Regions from separate parts of the Xenopus tropicalis genome. Here region 2 is linked to region 1. A link is a contact called in public Hi-C data. All regions are on one chromosome and are shown on one strand. The core of a region is the stretch at or near the end of the contact, and the rest is flanking DNA. Distances in the headings are between cores, read along the strand shown.

The links. Hi-C and Micro-C count contacts between places; a contact is called where the count stands out from the background.
Region 2: a Hi-C map of gastrula embryo shows a contact between it and region 1, with 4 times the contacts expected there. The contact joins the promoter of cfap45 here to the enhancer-like site in region 1. A contact is called at or near these places in 5 of 5 Hi-C or Micro-C datasets (brain, gastrula embryo, liver and 2 more).

Annotation. Positions count from the first base shown.
Region 1 is chr8:138,396,095-138,401,383 of UCB_Xtro_10.0, forward strand. It overlaps igsf9 (immunoglobulin superfamily member 9), which reads left to right. Exons shown (of 20, transcript NM_001097171.1): 17 at 1,059-1,104; 18 at 1,800-3,338; 19 at 3,681-3,826; 20 at 4,796-5,289. The coding sequence ends at 5,016. Among named protein-coding and RNA genes, the nearest start is that of igsf9, 39 kb to the left of the region's middle. Within about 2 kb of position 2,542, at least 2 of the 11 cell types and tissues checked have an H3K27ac peak or open chromatin away from gene starts, as enhancers often do. A contact at or near this core is called in gastrula embryo, where this site is marked.
Region 2 is chr8:138,464,349-138,469,637 of UCB_Xtro_10.0, forward strand. cfap45 (cilia and flagella associated protein 45) reads left to right here and starts at 2,147. Exons shown (of 12, transcript NM_203932.1): 1 at 2,147-2,173; 2 at 4,668-4,784.

The sequences.
Region 1 (5,289 bases), core at 1,292-3,791:
TTCTTAGTACTTCCTGATCCTACGCTGCTCTCTTTCCCATGGTCAGGCAGGAACCTCCCCCTAAGGAGGGAATCCAGGCTCCTCCCAGGTGTAGACGCTTCTCACTGCTTCCTGGTAGAGAGATTGAATTTTCGGTACTTCCTGAGCATTCACTGCTCTCAACCATTGTCAGGAAAGAACCCCCTTCTGTGAAAGTGAATCCAGGCTCCTCCCACTACTAGTCCAACTAAAGAAATGGACTCTTAGTACTTCCTGATCCTGAACTGCTCTCTTTCCCATGGTCAGGCAGGAACCTCCCCCTAAGAAGTGAATTCAGGCTCCTCCCACTACTAGTCCAAGTAAAGAAATGGATTCTTAGTACTTCCTGATCCTACGCTGCTCCCTTTCCCATGGTCAGACAGGAACCACCCTCAGGGATATAAATGCAGGCTTTTCCCAGTGAAGATATTGGGTATCAGCACTTCCTGATCCTGGGCTGCTCTCTTTCCCATGGTCAGGCAGGAACCTCCCCCTAAGGAGGGAATCCAGGCTCCTCCCACTACTAGTCCAACTAAAGAAATGGATTCTTAGTACTTCCTGATCCTATGCTGCTCTCTTTCCCATGGGCAGGCAGGAACCTCCCCCTAAGGAACCACCTGGGGGAAAAGGAATGCAGGCTCCTCCCAGTAAAGATATTGGGTATCAGTACTTGGGCTGCTCTCTTTCCCATGGTCAGGCAATGGCAGGGTATGGTGTATATTGGGATACAGACACTTCTTCTCCTACTTTTGGGTGAATATGGCCAATAGAGCGGCAGCACCCCGTCCAACCATTCTCTAGGCAAGGGCTTTGATATGATTTTGGATGGGCTGGGTTTGAGTTAAGATGGTGTGATTAATGGGGGCCAGACTTATCCTACAGTCCCCAGAGGTTGGGGCAGAGGGGGGGCCCATACCATACCCCAGGTGCTGCTGGTTCCTACCCACGATATTGGGTTACTTTAGAGTTGGTGAATAGGTCACATTGTCACAAGTTGTTTTCCGCATTTGATTCCCTGTTGTGTTCTCATAACCTTCCAGATACACCAATGGTCTTCTCCCAACCCAAGAAAGCTTCTCCTTCACAGTAAGTGTCTCCATGCCCATGATGTCACCTCCTGTCCACTCATCTCATGCTTAAAGTCTCTGGCATTTTCCATGAGTGCCTCCCCCATCGAGTGCTCTCTCTCTTTTGGGTACAACTGTAGAATACTTAGTGGGATGGCCTATCAGGGGGGGTAAAGTGAGGTGGGTTGAGGATGCTCTGTGTAAGTTGTATGTATCATGGTGTCTTCATGATCAAACTCATGGTGTCTTCTCACTACAACGCACCTAGAACCTGTACTAGGGATGGACTCAATCCTTGTGTTGCCCCGTTCACCTCTGAATCCAATGACAACCAATTAAAATGATCCAACAAATACCCAGATACCACCAGGAGTGGGTGACTGGATCTAATAAGCCCTTGGCAGCTAACCTTCTCTTGGTTGAAGACCACCAACTTTTGGATTTGATGGTCACCAAGCCCATAAGTAGGGCCACCTAAAAACCATTCTTGGTATCGATACGTCTCCAAGGTCAATGAAGGATTGAATCCATCCCTAATATATCGGTAATAGATACATGGGCGGATATGTTCAAAGATGGCGATATGTTCTCTACCAGCTTTGTACATATCACTGCGACAGTAGCCATATTTTCACCCCCCCCCCCCCTCTTTTTAATGGTTCTTTTGGATTTAGGGAGGTATGAATGACTTTATTTGTTGTTTGTGTCCCCCAGAAATTCTAATGGCTCTAACAGCCCCGACAGTCTTATGAGGGTCAAGCTACACGCGTCCCCCTATAATAGCCTGCGCCGGTCTCTACAGGTGGCCGACAGACCGGGGAACAGCGTGGGCATAACCGCCGGCGGAAAGTACACCATATACGAGTCTCATATCGGAGATGCCCTGCCCTTGGAAAGGATCAGCCGAGGGCCAGACGGTCGCTTTGTGGTGGAGACCGAGATGTCGTCTGGGAACCTCAGAGGCTTCCCGTATGTAACCGAAACCGACCTGTACCCAGAATTCAATGCTAGGGATTCGTCAGACCTGAGTCAGTGCTCACAGGTCAAGACATACCTGCAAGCTTGCCAGCTGCCTGAGGGGGGCGCAGTGTCATGGAGGGATGACGTCAAGATGAGACCCCAAGCTACAGGCCAGGCCAGAAAGGAGGCCAGAGATTCTGGGTACCGCCGAGGAAGGTACTTTGGCTGCAGCAGTAGCCCCCTGGAAGAAGCCATACCTTTCCGCATTTCAAACATCAGCCCCGTGACGTCCTCTGTGCCCCTTCCCTACGCTAACATCGAGGAGGCCCGATGCAGAGATTCTGCCCAGGCCGAAGGGGACCTAGAAAGGACCATTTATACCCTCAAAGGTTCCGAACATGACGGTTACTCAGCGCTGAGCGGCGTAGGGAGAGAACCGTCCTCGTTGTTACAGAAGCCACTAGGGGGCAACGAGGCAGAGAGTCGCCTGAGGCACAGCCTGTCCACTCAGAGCGGCATTCTGCAATACCTCAGCCTCCCTTTCTTCAAGGAGATGAGCGTGGACGGAGAGTGGCCCGCTGAGGAGGACAAACACCAGACTAAGAGCTCCGAGCACAATTCCCTGGGGGCCGCCGAGCAGGACCCCCCGAGTGCAGTAGCTCTAGAGGATAGGACGTTAATGGACGTGGAAGGAAGGAGTGGGGTTCGGAATCTAGAGACCCCGTGCGTTCCCCACACATTGTTGCCTCTTGATTACGTTACTAGTAAGCAAGAGCTATCCGTGCCTGGAAAGTCCTTCTTGAAACCCCCGGAGCCCAACTTGGGGCCCGCTAAAGCTGTTCTGCCAGGAAGCTTCATGTGGGCTCACCCCCCCGAGAACTCCGAGCGTTTAAAGGTAGGCCAGAGAGCGCCCTGGGGGGCCGGAGAAGTTCCCTTGGACAGCAGAGCCGAGGGCCACTTGCCTTCTGACTGTGAGTGCCCGCTGAAGGACCAGCCCCTCTCAGTGTTCACCGACTTCCAGGCCCTGGATAAGCAACGGGCGCCGTTGGACAAATCTCTCTTTCTGCACGGCTCCGAGAAAGTGATGAGGAGTAGCCTCACCAGTCAGAGCAGTGGCAGGGGGAGCGTGTCCTTCCTCAGGCCCCCCTCACTGGCACAATCTGTGGGGGGCAGCTACCTCAACTCACCGCTAGGTGAAACATCCAGCTGGCACAGTGGCGGCGGATCCCAGGGATCGAGTGCCGACGACTACAGGCACAGAAAGGATTCCCTATTGGCCACTATAAGCAACAGGTGAGGTAGGGGGCTGATAACCAATTCGTTTCCTCTTCCTATGCCTGCCCCCCCCCCCCATATGCATTCATACAATTTAAAGGGGAAGTCCTACGTCTATTGTTCTATGCAAATGATTCTCAACCTGTGGGTCCGGACCCCTTTGGGGGTTGAACAACCCTCCGATGGTCTTAGGAATAATTTTATGGTTGGGGGTCACCACAACATGAGGAATTAAAGGGTCGCGGCATTAGGAAGGTTGAGAACCACTGTTCTATGCAATGTGGCACTTAAGCCACATAAGGTGGGCAAGTCACCTGACTGATGATATCCTATATTAACTTCCCGTGCCTTTGTCCATAGGCGGAACACGTCAGTGGACGAGAATTACGAGTGGGACTCGGAGTTTACTTTGGAAGCAGATTTGCTGGACGCCCTACAGGTTTACCGCAGCACTAACGGAGGCCGGCCCATCTCCACTGTCGAAGAGGGAGAGGTGAAAAGGCAAAGTGAGTTGTACTAAATACCCTATTTATATGGGGGGGGTTCTGTTATTTTATCCTTAAGGTCACCACTGCGGATCTTCTCCCGATATCCCCACCTACGGGTGGGCGATATCGGGAGAATCCAGGCTAATTAGATCGTTTGGCCTTGGGGCAAAGTCGGTCCGGGGACCACATCAATGAGCCGACGCGGTCCCCGATCCGACTAGGTTTTTTAACCTGCCCAATTGAGGTCTGCCCGATTTCAGGCCAGATATCAGTTGGGCAGGCCCGTCGGTAGTGCCCATACACGGGCTGATAAGCTGCCGAATGGGCACCTTTAGCCAGCAGGGCATTAGGGTAGAGCTCATTATATGCCCAGGGCATTCCTTCTCTGTGCTTAGGTTTGTATGGGTGGGAGCTGCCATATTACAGAATGATGGGGAGGTCACAAGACTTCAGTTGGTTGCTTCCCGGGCTCAGTAACGTTCCCTACGGCTAATGTAAGCAGTCTGTTTTGTATACAGAGCGTAAAACCGCAGAGGAACACATGTGCTTGGCCCCGTTCCTGTATATAGACTGACAGCCTATTGGATCAGCTGGGCTAGCGTATGGTTAGCGCTGGAACGCCGCGGCCCCTATTGCTTTCTCTTCTTATCCCACATGCCGACCTTCTGTCTGAGTGACGGAGAATTATTTTGGCGAGAGGCATTTTTATCCTTTAACCCTTCCCGTGCCATAAGGAGGGAGGGGGGACTCGCTCAGTCTGCGTGCCACATGTCGGCCTTTACTAGAAACCAGTCCGTTGCTCAATTCACTGCTCGTAAACAGAATATCCCCCCCCCCCCCCGCAGCCCAAAGTGCTAAAGTCCAGAGGTGTGACTATAGAGTAAGGGGGGGGCAGGATAGAGTATATGGCTTCTAGCTACGCCATTGGCTGGAATGTTGCTGTAATACAGATTGCACGTGTAACCCCTTCTGATCCCTTCTCCTTAGGTGTGAAGATCCCTTCGGAGGGTCCCGGTTCCCCGGCTGGCTCGGGGTCCATGGATGCCCTCGATGGGCGCTACCCTCAGCCTCTGTCCAGCCCAGAAGAGCGCTGCGCGGCCCTTAAGGAGGAGTTTTTGGAATACCAGAGGCGGACGCGTGCGGCGCAGAAGGTGCACACAAAGAGTAAGGACTTCGAGGAGTGCTATGAGCAAGCCACGCTGCTATGACCCCCTCGCCTCCCCCCATATATATCGTGGGGGGGACTTCAGCGTGGTAGATCTTACCAGACCGGAAGGGACACTGTTACTGTGGCATTATTGAGTGGGCATCTGCCCCCACTTTTCCTGTGTTAGGCATCAGGTTTACCAATACCTGCCAATGTTACATCAGGGTTATCACATCAGCCAATCAAAACGTTTTGTTATATCTCTGCGTGCCGACAACCTGGACGCCAGCTGTCTTACGTGCACAATACGACTGTTCCCCCTCTCTCACTGAGA
Region 2 (5,289 bases), core at 897-3,396, 68 kb after region 1:
GGGGGCACTGTGTATGGGGGGGCACTGTGTAAGGAGGGGCACTTTCTATGGGGGCATTGTGTATGGAGGGTACTTTCTATGGGGTGCTTTCTATTGGGCCATCGTGGGCACTATTTTAACTATTTTAAAAATGGGGTGTGGCAATTGGGGCGTGGCCAAAAGATTTTGCCGCGCTGCGCGCGGCAAGTCTTTTTGTCCCTCTTTTCATTTTTCAAATGTTGGGAGGTATGGTATACAAATAAATATAGAAGAGCAATAGATCCTTGTTGTGATTAGTAGAAAGCTCCCTGGGCTTTGCATTGCTATTGCCCTTGTATGTGTAACACACTGGGGAGCTGGGATCACAGGTAATTGGGACCAGAGGTGGCCTGGTGGTTGGGGAGCCCATATATAATGGTGGTGGCCTTGGTGCAACAGCCCCAGACGCTTAGCACAGGGTGCTTAAAGCAAAGACAACTTTAATATAGGCATATAGGCAGGCACTCTAGGATCTACACAGGGGTCGCAAAATTAAAAAATACTTTTATTCAAAGCTACATAATCTCCATAAACCCTACGCATTTCATGCCCAAGGGGCACTTAATCGTGGGCTGACTAAATGCCACTTATGGAGACTAATGTACCACTGATTATCTAACCCACTGGCTAGATAGTGGTCAGGGTGGCCCCATGTATGGGCCAATAAGCTGCCAATTTGGTCCGGAGAAATAGGAATAAGCAGCTTATATCAGCCAAGGTACGGAAAACCCAGAAATTCCCCATGCATACCCAGCAGGGTCGGACTGGGCCACCGGGACATCCGGAAAATACCTGGTGGGCCCCAGACCGACCCTATTGCAGCTTCCTCTGGCCTCCAATGTCCTCCCGTGACAGGTTTCACATACATGCATTCAGGGGAGGACATTGGACAGGGGCCTCTGCAAGGGGGGGGGTAGGGGTGCGCCCGGAGGAGGCACCTTGGGGGGTGCGGAGCCCCATTGGGCCCTGCACCCCCCAGTCCAACCCTGTTGCCCAGTGCAAGGAGTTATGTCTTAAAAAAAACTATTGTTTCCCCCCAACTGGAGTCCAGGCTCCATTAGGCCGCACCTCTGGTGGGGGAAACAATATAGGGGTGATAGGTGCCCTTCAAGCCGGCCATACATGTAAGGATTTTTCTCTGACCAATTTCAGCACAATCTTACAAAACGGTCAAAAACACATAACGATCATTCTGAGGTTTAAACATTTTCATTGTTAATGAGCTGATGATTGAATATACAAAGTATGATCATTATATCAGCTGGCAAATAGTCCCTGTACCTGAGCTGCCATTCCAGGTGGGGGAAGCAACACTGACAGCTGTGAGTAGGCAGTAGCTGCTGCCAGTTAGGGCACTCATCCCCTCACCACACATGCCCTATTACTTCTAGTGCAGAAAAGTGCCCCAATATGGCTGCTAGCTGCTCTTATAGGGGGGGGGGGGAGTCAGTACGCCTCTAGTTACACCACTGCTTGAACTAAAGCTTTTAGACAATTTCATAATTTTTAACTTCACTTTAACTTTAATTAAAAAATAAATCAAAGACACATACATGTTACTATTCACATGTGCATTGTGTTTCTATGAACAAAGGGGATATATCCACTTTACTATACACCGTGCCGCACACACCTAGCTGCACAACTTTCCCTCTCACAGAGGAACCATTCCCCACAATTCCTTGCGCAGCTCCAAGCCACAGCACAGACAAATAATTTCCCACAATTCCTTGCGCCAGCTCGAAGCCACAGCACAGACCAACAATTCCCCACAATTCCTTGCGCAACTCGAAGCCACAGCACAGACAAATAATTTCCCACAATTCCTTGCGCCAGCTCGAAGCCACAGCACAGACCAATAATTCCCCACAATTTCTTGTGCCAGCTCCAAGCCTCAGAGCAGTAATTCCCCACAATTCCTTGCGCCAGTTCCACAACACAGACCAATAATTTCCCACAATTCCTTGTGCCAACTCCAAGCAACAGTAGTTCCCTACAATTACCTGTACCAGCGTCAGGCAAGCTCTCCCCGTACGTCACTTCCTGTTACTCTGCGGTTTCCATGGGCACCGTTATTGGCTGGGAAGTAGCGGTTACCTTGGCAACCAGACAACACTGAAAGAGTGTGGAGCGCTGCAGGCAGAGAGCAGACATGGTGAGGGGCAGGTGTCTGTGTGTATAGAAATAGTCTGTGTGTGTGAGTCTTATGGTGCTTATGTACTGTATATTACACTAATTAATATGTGTTGTGGGTCTCTCTGTATATATGGTGAGTACTATATACATGTATATTAGCTATGAGGGGTCATTTATAATGCCCCTGCTCTGCCATTGTACTTGTGAACTGACATTTGTGCCTGCGAAGGGTTAATGTGTGACTCCCTAAGGGGCATAATAATAATATAGTGAATAGTACCCCCTATTGTAACATATAGGGATATTATAAGGCACAGAGGGGTTCCATGGCCATATAAAGGTTATTTGTGGCTCCTGTACATTATATAGTGAATAAAGTACCCCCTATTGTAACATATAGGGATATTATAAGGCACAGAGGGGTTCCATGGCCATATAAAGGTTATTTGTGGCTCCTGTATATTATATAGTGAATAAAGTACCCCCTATTGTAACATATAGGGATATTATAAGTCACAGAGGGGTTCCATGGCCATATAAAGGGTATTTGTGGCTCCTGTATATTATATAGTGAATAAAGTACCCCCTATTGTAACATATAGGGATATTATAAGGCACAGAGGGGTTCCATGGCCATATAAAGGTTATTTGTGGCTCTTGTATATTATATAGTGAATAAAGTACCCCCTATTGTAACATATAGGGATATTATAAGGCACAGAGGGGTTCCATGGCCATATAAAGGGTATTTATGGTTCCTGTATATTATATAGTGAATAAAGTACCCCCTATTGTAACATATAGGGATATTATAAGTCACACAGGGGTTCCATGGCCATATAGAGGGTATTTGTGGCTCCTGTATATTATATAGTGAATAAAGTACCCCCTATTGTAACATATAGGGATATTATAAGGCACAGAGGGGTTCCATGGCCATATAAAGGGTATTTATGGTTCCTGTATATTATATAGTGAATAAAGTACCCCCTATTGTAACATATAGGGATATTATAAGTCACAGAGGGGTTCCATGGCCATATAAAGGTACAAAGCCGAAGACTGAGTGCTTTTATACAGGTCATAGAACGCCTTAGTGACTTATAATATCCCTATATGTTACAATAGGGGGTACTTCATTTATTATAATACACAAGTTTAGTGAGTCATGTGACAGAAATGGCATCACTAAGCTCCGATTATAACTGATGACATCACTAAGCACCATTTATAAGGATATAATTTAAGGTTTGGTCCCATAGGGAAGTGACCAAACTGTATATAAAAATAATAATGACCTAAGACTACAACATATTGCTGTATACAGTACATTTGATCTGAACAAAAGTTGTTTTTTATTTATCTACAAGATGCAACAATAATAATTCCTCTTTGTACATTTTTGTTTGGGACAAAATGCATTTAAAGACCATAGTGATGTTATGACCCATTGGTAACGTTAATCACAGATGTAAATATCCCCATTTTTGTACTGCCAGCCACTATTACATTTGCCAGGGATTCCTCTGTGGGTATATACCCGGTGAGCTAATGTAACGATCACGTTTCGTTAAAAGAGATGTGAGCATTTGTGCAAGTCTACTCCTAGCATTAAAAGAGACATATAGAATAAACAAAAAAAATCTCTAATCTCGTAGACAGTTATGAATAATATATGGTCCTGGTTTCACTTTGGGACAGAAATTAATCCTATCTGTAAAAATGGCCCCTTTATTGGAGCTCCCTATAGATCCTCTCAGGTCCCTGTCTGTGTTTCAAATGAGGGGTGGGCGTGTCCTATGGGTCCCTGCTAGAAGCATATTAGGAGGGGGATAGCCAATCACAGCCCTGCACTCACACGATCAAAGACAGGCTTCAGTTCCCTATCAGGTTGAATGCTGCCAGCCCCCCTGATGGGCGGAACTAATGGGATTTTTTGGAGAAATTCACAATAAATCAACCGGAAATGCTATTTTTTTAAAGCTCATTCCTTCTATATATAGATGAGTACAACTCATTGGCACAATATTGTTTTCCAACAATATGTCCCCTTTAAAGGATACTAGATGGGTCTTCTAGTCCCGCCTCCCATTCCCCAATGTACAGGTCTGGTACATTTAATTCCCACTTGTTTCTAAATTTGCTTACAGGTTGCTCTTTGTTTTTAAGCAATGTGGAATAAATCCATGATATAAAATGGCCCCTGTATGCTTAAATTAATAACATTGTAGCCAAGCTTTGGCTGTAGCATTAAAAACAGCCTCGACTTGGTCTTGGTCTTGGCTACTTCCTGTTACAGTTAGAGCTGCATCACTTCCTGTCAGCTGATCTCTGAGGGAGCACACAGCCCATCACTAAATGGCGGCTCAAGGGAAAGGATATAAAAGGACAATATTTACTGATATATATATTCCAGTTTGCTAGGATTCCCTACTAAGCAACTTAATATGATATAAATGATGTGTTGGTTCCCTTAAGTCCTCACTGAAGCCTCCAATTTAATTTCATTACAGCCAGAAAGCGCGGCAGGCTCGCTCTCCAGTTCCAATGGCTCCAATCGATCCAGACCATACAGATATCGCACTAAAGCTTTGAATTCAGAAGTAGACGAGAGTCTCTTCGGAGTGAAGGTGAGGAATATGGGGCCTTAGGGCAGACGTGTTTTATATTAGTAATGGTTTCATGCAACTTGTATTACACCAAATACAACCAGGAAAGAGATGATTGGCAGCAGGTAAGGATTCTGGGTGACAATAAAATCAATATTTTATTGTCACCCAGAATCCTTTCCTGCTGCCAATCGTCTCTTTCCTGCTTAGCATATTTATGAATTCAGAAGGAAACTATTGCAGTGAATCGAAAGCAAAGAATGAATGTGTCTGCTCAGCCTTGGCCTTCTGCAATTCCCAAGCACACTGTGGACTTCAGCTGGCTAACCTTTAGTATGTTGTACAATGGCTAATTCCAAGCAACTTTGCAATTGGTCTTCATTTTTCATATGGGGGTCACTGACCCTGGCAGCTGAAAAACTATTGCTCTGTGAGGCTACAGTTTTATTGTTACTGTTACTTTTATTACTTAACTTTTTATTTAGCCCCCCCCCATTCATATCCCAGTCATTCACCCCACTGCCTG